4 separate regions of the Mus musculus genome follow, and regions 1, 2 and 4 are each linked to region 3. Evidence: chromatin contacts called from public promoter capture Hi-C data. All regions are on one chromosome and are shown on one strand. The core of a region is the stretch at or near the end of the contact, and the rest is flanking DNA. Distances in the headings are between cores, read along the strand shown.

Region 1 (3,124 bases), core at 454-2,953, 7.5 Mb after region 3:
ATAACTGGTTTAGAAATGTACGTTTGTGTAGATGACGGCAGGGGAGAACACGTGTGTGCAGAGGTTGGAGTTGGAATTAGGAGCCAAAGGGAATGGTTTCCATCGATAGTCAGAGCTGCTCCAGCACAGCTTCCAGCCAGATGAAGGCAGATATTTACTTTCCTGATGTAAGTGGTGGGAGCCAATGGCTCAGACACAGGGTAGAGAAACGTGCAGGGGGAGAAACGACACGGAAAGCAACAGGCTAACGGTGACAATCATGCTGAGTGTCATGATTAAGGCCATCCTGTATTCAGAAATTGTCAGGCCCTTTAAAGTCCCTCAAAATTCTCAAATCCATGACAGACATATTGTACTTCTTACTGTACAGAAAAGGAAACAAAATTTATTCAAGATCATTCAGTTGTTACATGGCAGAAACAGGATTCAAAAGCAGGTTCAAGCCAGGCATGGTGGTGCACATGTTTAGCTCCAGCACTGGAGGCAGAGGGCTGTAAAGGCAAGAGGTTCTCTGTGAGGTTAAAGCCAGCCTGGTTTACAAATCAAGTTCCAGGATCGTCAGGGCTACATAAAGAGACATGTGTCAAACAACAGCAGCAACAACAACAAACTCAAAGGCAGGTCTGTAAATCCAGAATGCACCCCACCCTAAGCTGAATCAGCAGTGAAGAAATGGCCCCTTTGGCTGACACCAGGAAGACTTCAGAATAATCCTGCAGCACCAGGAGAAGTGCCCATCTTCCACCTAGAGGGGACTTCTCTCTTCCAAATATATTGCACACAATATATTGCTAATTATTAGGTACTTATGATATACCACACTTTTACGATATACTAGACTAGTAGGGTTCAAGCACAAGGCTGGCTTTACAGCTTTGCAAATAGTTCATTCAGTCACATAGGACCCTATATTCATACTGATCTAACCACACACACAGGTCTTTGTTTGCTTTTTTTGTTTTTATTTTTTTTTCTCCGTGGTGCCATGTACACTAGGCAAGCTCTCTATAATCCAGTTATATCTCTAGGCCAACAACTTTACATTTGAAATGTGTTTGTCTATGAGAACTCAAGGGATAGTAATATCTGCCCTCTCACCACAGATCTTGTCACGCACTCAATAAGGTGTTTGTAATGTTCCCTTACAACTTAGTCCTAGTGGACCTGCATGGGTGCAAAGCCAGAGTCAATGCTGCAGGATTCCACAGACTGTTGGACAGTGTGTGCAGGGGTCAAAAAGTAGAAGGTGCCGGGCGTGGTGGCGCACGCCTTTAATCCCAGCACTCGGGAGGCAGAGGCAGGTGGATTTCTGAGTTCGAGGCCAGCCGGGTCTACAAAGTGCCTTCCAGGACAGCCAGGGCTACACAGAGAAGCCCTGTCTCGAAAACCAAAAAAAAAAAAAAAAAAAAGTAGGAGGCAAGTGAGGACACAGGGACAGTACAGAAATCCATAACACATGCCACCCTTAGTCTGACAGAGAGCTTGGCACACTGCGGGCTCAGTCACCACAACAAATCGACGCTCACCTGGCCCGCAGTGTCCTCCCACTTGCAGGAAGGCCTTCTTTCCACTCAGGTTCGAACACAGGTTTAGTCTCCTGCCAGTCTTTTCTGATAGCTCTAGGCCAAGGGAGAGCCGGGGTACCGCCCCTCCCGGAGGCCCGCCCACCACACGCACAGCCACGCCCACCAACGTGTACTCACGCGAGATTTCGTCCTTGTCCTAGTCCGGCTGCTGGGCGCCGGGAGCGCTCTTTTCGACGCGGCGGAAGAGGTAAGCGGTTGTTCACTGTGGCCGCTCAGGTCTGCTGCGGGCGACGGGGCCGCAGGGCGGGGTTCTTTGGGCTGCGGTCCGCGCGGAAACGGCGCTCTTGTAGGGCCAGAGCAGCGGGCCGGAATCCCGCCATCCGCAGGCCGCACGAGGCTCCGGGTCGCTGTTGGGAGAGGCCGAGGTGTTCTGGGCCTGGAGGGCGTTTTTAGTGCCGTGTAAGGGGTCGCGTGCTGCCTGCGCACATCTCTTAGGTTACGTTCCGAAAGGGTCTTGCAGCGGGCCCACGGCGCATAGTCGACGCAGCTCACCACGTGGCCTCCAAAGCTTGTAGTCTCGGAACTGTAAAGTAGCGTACAGGTGGGAGTGATTCCTAGGAATTATCTTTGATTTACTCACAGGCATATCGTTGGGGCGACCGGGTCAACCTTAAATTTCAGTTTTGGTGGGTTAATTTAAAAAAGCAATTCATGTAGCGGGCATTTTGCAATCTAAGGTCGTAGTCACCCTGTTTTTCTTATCCTCGAAAGTTGTGATTATTTTTAGTTCTAGGATTTTGTGTAGCCTAGGAAAACTGTAGTCTTTTCTCCTTTAGTACATATGGCCGTTTTGCCTGCCTAATATTTCTACACCACGTGCACGCAGTGCTCACAGAGCCCAGAAGAGGACATCGAATCTCTTAGGACTGCTTACAGCTATTTTTAGGCTGGCATGTGAGTTCTGGGAGTCTCATCTTAGTCCATTGACAGTATTCTATTCATTTCTTTTTTGGGGGGGGAGGTTTCGAGACAGGGTTTCTCTTTATAGCCCTGGCTGTCCAGGAACTCACTTTTTAGACCAGGCTGGCCTCGAACTCAGAAATCCTGCCTCTGCCTCCCGAGTGCTGGGATTAAAGGCGTGCGCCACCACGCCCGGCCATTGACAGTATACTTAACTGCTAGGCTATCGTCTCAGCCATAATCTAAAGGTTCTTTTACACGTTGTTAGGATTACAGGCCTGTGACCATTTGATCAGTAGTGATTTTTGAGCCACTATCGCCATATCCCAACTACCCGAACTCTGTTTCAGTGTCGAGTTCGCAGCCCAGATTGGAATTAGAAATGCTACTGTGAGGCTAGGTGGTGGTTAAAGCCATGTCGGGTTTTGGGGGTAGATTTAGTGAGAAAACAAACTGCATTGGAATGTGGCTTCTTGTTTTCACTCACATATTTAAAGAAAACTATGCCATATGTGTGAGGGTACTCTGGAAGACAAAAGATCACTAACAGGGAGCTGGAGTTAACAGGAGATTGTGAGCAACCCGATGTGGATACTGGAAACAAGCCCACTCAGAGGCTTTAAAGTAGATATAAAATG
Region 2 (2,721 bases), core at 165-2,664, 7.4 Mb after region 3:
CCTCCCTCCTGAGACATATCTCAACCCAGCATACAGGAACTAGTCACTCTTTCACACACCACAAGATATTTGGAAGCCAGGAGGCATGCCATTTAAGCCTGTCCCTTAATAGACAGGTCAAATGTTCCTAATGACATCAGTACTGGATCTTAATACATACCTGTGCTCTATAGTTCTTTCTGTGGGTGGGGGATTTCATGGATCAAATGTGATACACATTTAGAATTTTGCATTTAAAACTACTGAGCTGGCATGCCTTTCCAACACTGGATAATGACAATGTTGGGCTTGTTTAAGATTTAAAAAAAAAAAAAAAAAAAAAGATTTATTTATTTATTTAATGGATGTAAGTACAATGACGCTGTCTTCAGACACACCAGAAAGAAGGGGGCATCGGATTCCATTACAGATGGTTGTGAACCACCATGTGGTTGCTGGAAATTCAACTCAGGACCTCTGGAAGAGCAATCAGTACTCTTAACTGCTGGGCCATCTCTTCAGTCCCAGGTGTTTTAACTTTCTGTCAAATTTATGAAAACTACATTTAAATTTTTCTTTATTTATTGAGATGGTGTCTATTTGCTCATGTTTTTCATTAATCTGACTGCCTCTGCCTGGCGAATTACCACACTAAACACGAACATCCTCACTTAAACCGATTCTGTCACATCACTAAATCGAAAACTGTGGTTTCAAATTTTGGTTTTTTTTGATAATAAGGAGAATCCAAAGTCTAGTCTGGTTGCTTCTCCAAACTCCCCCTCTTCAGTTTTGTTTTCTTGTAATTCATTCACCTCAAAGTTTCAGTGGTCATTTTAAGTATCACCTGTTTCCACCTAAAATCACCCCCAAAAGCTTTCAGCTGTTCTTTATTAAAAAAAAAAAAAAAAAAAAAAAAAAAAGCGAATGCCTCTTCTCCTGGCCTGAACAGGACCCCGAGTCCCGACCGGGTCGGCCTTCCCACTGCTGTCAATACTTCTCAAGGCCACCCACCACAAAACACAGTTTACCCTAGGGGAGACCCTGGGATAGAACCAGCAACGAGGGCGAAGCCTCACCCTCCTCGTCGTCCTGGTCGGCTCCCGCGCCCCCCCAGTCCGGCGCATCGCCGTCAGGCCCTGCCGCCTCCTCCTCCTCAGAGCCAGAGCCCTGGCTGAAGTCGATGCGCTGTGCCAGGCGCGCCAGGTTCTGCGACATGGACAGCGGCTGCAGGTACGTCTCGGTGCCATCAAGGCCCACCTCCTGCACCTGCTTCTCGCAGGCCGACTCGATGCTGATGCGCACGGCTCGCACGCCCGACATGCTGGCGGCGGCCTGAGGGCGACTCGCCGGAGACTCAGAGTACAGCACCGACACGGAAGGCTGGAACAAGCTTCCCGCAAGCCCGACGCGGCGGCCGGGAGGAAGCAAACTACCCACTGCTGCCCCACAATCCTCCGCGCAGCGTCTCGCGGAACACTATGAGCATGCGCGAAGGGCCAGCTGCCCGGACATTTCCTGTAGGTTGCACGTGAGAGCCAGGAACTTCCGGCTGACCGGGCTCAGCCGCTGCAGTGCAAGTGGAGTGGGCTGGGTTTATGTAGATACGCTGGGCGTTGTAGTTTGTTTGTTTGTTTGTTTGTTTGTTTAATTGGTTGCTTGGTTTTTGAAATAGCTTTCTTGCTGGCCTGATTAATTTGTTGATTAGTTATTGAGACACGCAGCTTTTTTGTTAGTTGGTTAGTTATTTGATTTTTGAGACACGCAGCACACACACCAGCACTCCCGCTGATTCGGTCTGGGAGCCCGTCCGTGGGATGAGTCCACTCACTTTCCGGGTAGGTTTTCACTTCCTAGTTAAACCTCTCTGGGAACATACTCCCAGAGGTGTTTCCCCTAGGTGACTTTACATTCGTGAAGTTAACGATGAAGACGTACGTAAGGGCTTTACATTTATGTAAGCACTCACAAAGACTGTCGACGGTAGTTAACTATAATTCGCAGCTGTTTGAGTCTCTCTGTTGATGGAGCTGCCTCCAGCAAAGAAGACCGAGTCAAACAGCTAGCAGGACTACCATCCAAACTGCACCAGCTGTCTTAAACACTCCAAGAACACTCAGATATGCCTACACGAAAGATTGCAACTGATTGTCCTGGCCCAGTAAGCACAGCTTGGGCCAGGGCTTTGTGCAGACCTGTGACTGGTGGCTTAATGATAAATGGAGGACTATGCTATCTCTCCAGACATGCAGCCACCCTTACACGCATACACTCACACATTCACAGACATGTACACATATAAACAAAAGACACCGGTGTTTAGCCAAACAAATGGCTGTGATTGGCCCAAATACCCCGTCTTGGGTTGTATGAGCAGGCTACTCCTCAGGTGGTCCACCAAGAGGCACTCTCCTTTCCTCATGGTGTTAGGATGTCATGTCCAGCAATGTCTTTCACTGAGTGGCCTTTCTTACTTTCAGCCTGCAGGCTGCACCAGAAAAAGCAAGGAACATTAGCTGGTTGGCAACAGTGCCCCACAGCTTGATAGGTACTAACCCCTATACTTCTGTCCAGCCATTTCGTTTTCTGTTTGTTTGTTTTAAGAGTTTCTCTGTGTAGCCCTGGCTGTCTTGGAACTCACTCTGTAGACTAGGCTGGCCTTTGATACCACTTTGAGTCTAATCTTGGGCTCCTGAACAACCTTGCCTTGTCTAGAAATCATTTGTCAAGTCCTTGGGCCCT
Region 3 (2,749 bases), core at 68-2,567:
TTTTTTAAGGGACAGGGTCTTATTCTGTAGACTAGGCTGGCTAGAAAGTCAATATAACCCAAGCTGGTTTTAAAACTTTTTGGAATTCTCTTGCTTCAGCCTTCCAAGTGCTAGGACCACACTACCACCAGGCTCTTTTCGTTTTCTGATTTAAAGATATTTTGATATGCACTTCACTGGAGACAAAAGGCACCATAAATAGTGGAAAGGTAGTCTGTAAGGCTACTGATATAGCTCCATGTTAGAGCACTTGCCTTGCAGGTAAAGAACCCTAAGTTTAATCACAAGAAAAAAATTATATATACTTTTATATTCTATTAAAACATTTAATTGAAATATATAATACAGATATAAGTACATATAAAATATATTTATACACATAAACATATGTTAAGTTATAATACAATATAAAATAAATAATATATACGATATTTTCTATTATATTAAAATATAAATATTTCCTGAGGATTCCCGAGGTATACTTGCAATTTTAATCTCAACACTTGGAAGACAGATGCGGAATGAAACGCTCCTGCCGGACAGAACATTTGAACTAGCCAGGGCTAAATTAGCCAAGATAAAGGCACCGGGAAGAGCTCATAAACGGAATCCGTGAAGGACAACCATTCCCTAACCACCACAGGTAACATCTCAAAACCAAAAAAGTACAAGTGCCGGTAAAGCAGTGGCCTGAACAAAGCTACCACTACCCGTGTGGCCTAACTACACTAGCTGTTACAACGCCAGCAAGCACCCAACCGACACGGCTCTACGCCCACTGCAGGGGGGCGACACGTAGCTTGGAGAGACAAGAATGGAGAACACCTTTCCCAGTTAAACCAAACCTCTCACACGACTACTGGGGACAAGTAGTAACTGATGTGACAACCGTCATCCCCCTGCCGCACAACTTAGTTTAAAGGCATTAAATGCCGCGGGCTTAAAGCTTAAAAACCTGCAGAAAATCTGAAGAGACAGCCGAGGTGCTGCACACCAGTAATCCCAGCACCTAGAACGATTGGAGGCAGGAGGATTGCCGCAAATTCGAGACTAGCCTGGGTTGACTGAAAAAATAAACCGAAAGGAAAAGAAAGCAAAACTGTTATACAAGTCCAAGCCCAAGGACTTAGGCAGGGAGCGGGGGTCGGGCGGCCCTGAGAACTGCCTTCCGGGCCGAAGGAGGAGTCAGCTAGCCCGCCCAGCCGTCGAGAGCCACGCTCGCCCGTCCTGACGAAGGCAGCCGCACTCACCACCGAGTCAGGCCCCCGGCGCCCTGGAAGCAGAGGCGCCTGATTGTTGATCCGCAGCCTTCCCAAAAGCCCCTGCGGCCAGCGGGCCGTTGAGGTGACGTCAGCAGACGCGCACCGCAAGTTGGAACGCGTGGAGGACGGGGTGGGGCTGTGGGCCAGTCGCGCGCGCCTGCGCCTGCGCTCGCGCCTGCGTGCTCGGGCTTTGGAAGCTAAACGTTCGGGCCGCTGGGACTCGGACGAATAAGGCTAGGCTTTCCCGAGCGTCCGTCCTTGCCCCACTGCCTCCGCTGGGCGTTCCGGACTTTGATGCCATGTGTTTTAACCTGCAGTGCACCTTTAATGGCGGCAGCCCTGAGCCGCGCCTCCTAGCTCCCTGTATTTTCCGGCCTCACCCTGCAAGGGTCCTAGACAGGCACTAAGGCAAACGTGGCGTCATAGGTAAGGCGGCTCAGGCTCGTGAGCTGGCCTCGAAACGCCTGAGTAAAGCGGAATGCACGCGTGTGCGTGTACATTAAATATAATTTGGTTTTTTTGTAAGATGGGCTTTAACATTTTTGACAAGTGGGCTCCTCTGGCAGGCCGGCATGGTGGCGCTCACCTCGAATCCTAGAAATTCAAACCCAGTTGGGGCGAGGAGGTAGTTATGCATTTTTAAATTATTATTTTTTTTAAAAAGTGCTCTTGCAGGCGACCCAAATTAAGCGCATCAGGCCATAAATTTAAAAAGTAAGGAAAAGGCTGCGGACTAGTTTGGAGGAAGGCATTGAAGGGTTAACAGTATAATGGGAGAGAGTATGATTAAAGCGCACTATATATCTGTGATGAGATTGTAGAAGAATACGTTTAAAACTGGAAAAATAACCCTGACTTCATTGTTCACTAGCAGTCTGTCTCCCCACCCCCCACCCTCTGCTGCCTTTCCCGTACCGAAAGTGCTGCAAAATCATTAGCATTCAGGGTAGGACTTTCTGATGTCCCCACCCCCACCCCCGCGGCCCTGTTTGGCTTGGATGATTTGTTATGGTTAGTTTTGCAGTTTTTTTATTTGTTTGTTTAAGAAAGGATTTTATTGTAGGGCCCAGACTAGCCGAGGATTTAGCATCCTACCTCAGCCTCCAGTGTGCTGATTAGAAATGTAGGCTACTACCAGTGAGGTTTCTACAGTTTAATTTACTTTAGACTTGAAGGTCTTAACGAATGAATCAGATCTTCTCTCCGGGGGAATTCCATGTTAAATGGGCAAATATTTTAAAAACTTAGAAGTAAAACAGACCGCTAAATTAGGCTGCCAGGGGAATTCCGGGACCCTGAACCGTTTCCCATTTTCTTTCCCGTCATTTCTGCTGCAAGTCGGTCAGTCACAGAACAGGCAGTCTTCTGGTCTAAATGCTGATAATAAAAAGAAAGTATTCATGACAGTTTCTGATACACAGAAAAGACGTGCCAAGGTTCCCAGTGACTAAACTTCCAATGGTACACATGTGCCAATGCCTTGTTCA
Region 4 (2,912 bases), core at 289-2,788, 5.9 Mb after region 3:
TGAAGTGTTAGGCGATCATTAGCATTTAAAAAGTCTGATAGAGAAAGAGAAGCAATAGATGCATTCTATCGTGAATCTTACAGATATTTGTGTTTGTCAAAGTGTTTCATTTCACTATTTATTTTCCTGGGCTATCAGAGAGGTGCAATTAAAATCTCTTGAAAAATTTCAGAGATGAAAATAATTGCTTATCATTTATCCTGGTCACCTGGAGATGAACAGATTTTTCTATCACGTGTTCCCAGCTCTGCTTTTCTGTTTTATCACAGGCTCAAAAAACAATGGAGCCAAGTGACCATGGACTGGAATCTTTGAAACCATCAGCCAAAATAAATCTTTCATTGGGAATACTGTAAAGGAAAGCTAGTACACAAATTATTTCCTTGGTTCTATAAATTATGATTGTGTTTTAAAACCAAGTTTTAAATTAAATCTAGTTTGTAAGAACACAATTATATTTATCCTAGCAGGATTTTTTTAAAAGTTTCTTTTATTTACAGAAATAATCTTTGTGTTTTTGCTTTCCAGACGTGTGAGGTGTTTAAGGCAGAGTCACAATTAGAGAAATTCCTCCAGTACTTTCCTTCCTGTGTCCTGAGTAACAGAAAGTCACGGGTATTAACATTCCCTCTTTACCCAGTTTCTGTTCCTTTATCACATTCCATCTCCACACTCCCTTCCTGCTTTGTAAGGGAATATGAAGCAGCACACCGGAGGTAAGTCTGTTCTCCATGTTACATCATGACATTCAGTAGTGTTTTTGTCTAATTCTTTTTGTGATTTTAGCAGCTTCTCCCTCATTCTCACTTCAATACTTACTATGCCTTATAGGTTGGTGTCAATGTGCTTATCAGCTACAGACACACTTTCAAGCCACTTTAACCCATACTTTTGTCACTGGAGGCCTGAAAATTCAACTCCATTCTCACTTTCCTTTGTATAACGCTGTTCAGAGATGGAAATTTCCCTTCCCCTCCCCATTCAGGGTAGCTGTTACTATCTTTCTCCTACAAACCACTTGTTAGTGGTCTGTCATCCTTTAGTTTTCTTTCATTAACAGTTACCATTTATTAAGTTTGTTAGGTTGTTTATATATTGACTACTGTCTGAGTGCTTAAGCAGGCATTGCTTTAGGCGTTTTATATTTATCAATAGTTATTCTGTGAGGTTAATATACTTACACAGAAGGAAGCAGATGTAAATGCAAGGTAACTGGAGGCCGTGGGATCAGTCTGCTTAGCTTCACTGTTACCGTTACAAAATGGGTTCTCACATCACGTATGATCTCACATCACTACTTCTAACCTCACCCTTAAATACCTCACCCCCTCATCCCACAGGCCGCCCACATTCCTCTCATTTTCCTCGAGTCCACCTCTCCCAAGCCGTCACATCTTGTGTTTTCTCTGACATACTAGTGTCCTCTTCCTTCTGGAGATTTTCCTGTTAGCTGACTCTCACTGGGCGGCCAGGCGCATGCGCATCGCTCCGCTTTGTAGCGCCACGGGGCCCGACTCCCGACAGCCCCCGCGCGCAGTGCAGGCTGGGGGAACATGGCCGCTTCCGGTCTCGGAGCCTGCCTGGCGCGGGGCTGACCGCGGCTGCGGCCCCGTGCGCTCCTCCCTCTGCATCTCGCGCCGGCGGCCGCGGAGGGCGCAGCGGCCTCCAGTTTCTCGCGCCATGGAGAAGAGCTCCAGCTGCGAGAGTCTCGGCGCGCAGCTCCCGGCGGCAAGGCTGCCCAGCGAGGACTCACTGTCCAGGTGAGGCCGGGCGTATGGGGACGGAGGCCGGGAGCAAGTGTAGATGGAGACGCCAGGGCGTGCGGGAAGAGAGACTGAGGCTGCTCCTGCGGGAGGGAGGCCGGGGCATGCGGAGGAGAGACCTGGGCCTAGAGAGGCTGGACCCCGAAGAGGGCAAAAGCCGCGGGCATCCCGTGGGTATGGAGAGCCCAGCAGAGCAGTGCTTGCTTCCTCCTCTGGGCCTTTGGTGCGAGAAGTGAAAATACAGTTTCTTTATGGCCACTGCCCCTCTAATTCCCGCTCATTTTCCGGTCCTAGATTTTGCTCCAGTTGTGTTTAAGGACGCAGCGTTTTTTACTTTATCAGGAGTTCAGTTGTCAAGGGCGTGACATTTTCATTCTTGTGCTCTAATCACAGTTTGGGGACCAGCCCATTACCAGACAAGAGGCTTTAGAGGACACTGAGACAAGCGTGCTTAGATTTGAAATGGAGAGGGGACGAAGCCTTCAGAGTCAGCTTCTCAGCTTAAACATCAGTGACATTACCATCACAATATACATTATATGTGGTGTCTGTTTGGAGCATTCTTCAATTAACTGTAGATAACAGCTTTATTATAGAACTTGTCAGTTTAAATTTTAAGCTTAATGTAGGCAGACAGCCACAGATGAATCGAATGTACAGGCAAGGTAGACTGTTATTTCCACTTACTGTGTTAAGTGTTTATCTAAATTATTTCAAGTTTTGTTTTGTTTGTCTACAAAGTACTACAAGCAAGTATTAATGTTTGATTATGATAGCTCAGCTTTTTTCTGCCCGGTCACTCCAAAGTTGTTTGTTTGTTTACAGATGCTCAAATAAATTATCTTATTTGCTTTCATACATTCTACAAAATCATCTTTAATATTTCTCAATGTATCACACAATTTCTTTCACCCAGTAGATTGATAAACGTATTACTATTTAAAAGTGTCTTTGTGTGTGTGTACTTGCATGAGTTCATGTGTACCACAGGCATGGAGGAGTCCAGGAGGTGAGATTCCCTTAAACTGGAGGACAGGTCGGTGTGACCCTCCTGTGGATGCTGGGAACTGAACCCTGGTCCTCTGTCAAAGTAGCAAGTGCTCTCAACTGCTGAGCCATCTCTTCAGCTCTCACTTAAATTACTGTTGA

The links. Promoter capture Hi-C pulls out the DNA fragments that hold promoters and counts their contacts.
Region 1: a promoter capture Hi-C map of liver shows a contact between it and region 3, with 5 times the contacts expected there. The contact joins the promoter of Taf1d here to the promoter of Birc2 in region 3. A contact is called at or near these places in 3 of 39 promoter capture datasets (erythroid cells, frontonasal cranial neural crest and liver).
Region 2: a promoter capture Hi-C map of hippocampal neurons shows a contact between it and region 3, with 4 times the contacts expected there. The contact joins the promoter of Med17 here to the promoter of Birc2 in region 3. A contact is called at or near these places in 3 of 39 promoter capture datasets (hippocampal neurons and liver).
Region 4: a promoter capture Hi-C map of erythroid cells shows a contact between it and region 3, with 6 times the contacts expected there. The contact joins the promoter of Mtmr2 here to the promoter of Birc2 in region 3. A contact is called at or near these places in 5 of 39 promoter capture datasets (cranial neural crest, erythroid cells, frontonasal cranial neural crest and 2 more).

What each region holds. Positions count from the first base shown.
Region 1 is chr9:15,304,511-15,307,634 of GRCm38.p6, forward strand. Taf1d (TATA-box binding protein associated factor, RNA polymerase I, D) reads left to right here and starts at 1,704. Exons shown (of 7, transcript NM_029248.2): 1 at 1,704-1,773. 4931406C07Rik (RIKEN cDNA 4931406C07 gene) reads right to left here and starts at 1,657. Exons shown (of 9, transcript NM_001199485.1): 1 at 1,527-1,657.
Region 2 is chr9:15,278,492-15,281,212 of GRCm38.p6, forward strand. Med17 (mediator complex subunit 17) reads right to left here and starts at 1,415. Exons shown (of 12, transcript NM_144933.2): 1 at 1,059-1,415. The coding sequence starts at 1,302.
Region 3 is chr9:7,835,740-7,838,488 of GRCm38.p6, forward strand. It overlaps Birc2 (baculoviral IAP repeat-containing 2), which reads right to left and starts at 1,318. Exons shown (of 8, transcript NM_007465.3): 1 at 1,251-1,318.
Region 4 is chr9:13,747,641-13,750,552 of GRCm38.p6, forward strand. Mtmr2 (myotubularin related protein 2) reads left to right here and starts at 1,539. Exons shown (of 15, transcript NM_023858.4): 1 at 1,539-1,760. The coding sequence starts at 1,681. It overlaps Gm39291 (a long non-coding RNA gene), which reads right to left and starts at 1,562. Exons shown (of 3, transcript XR_870544.2): 1 at 1,182-1,562.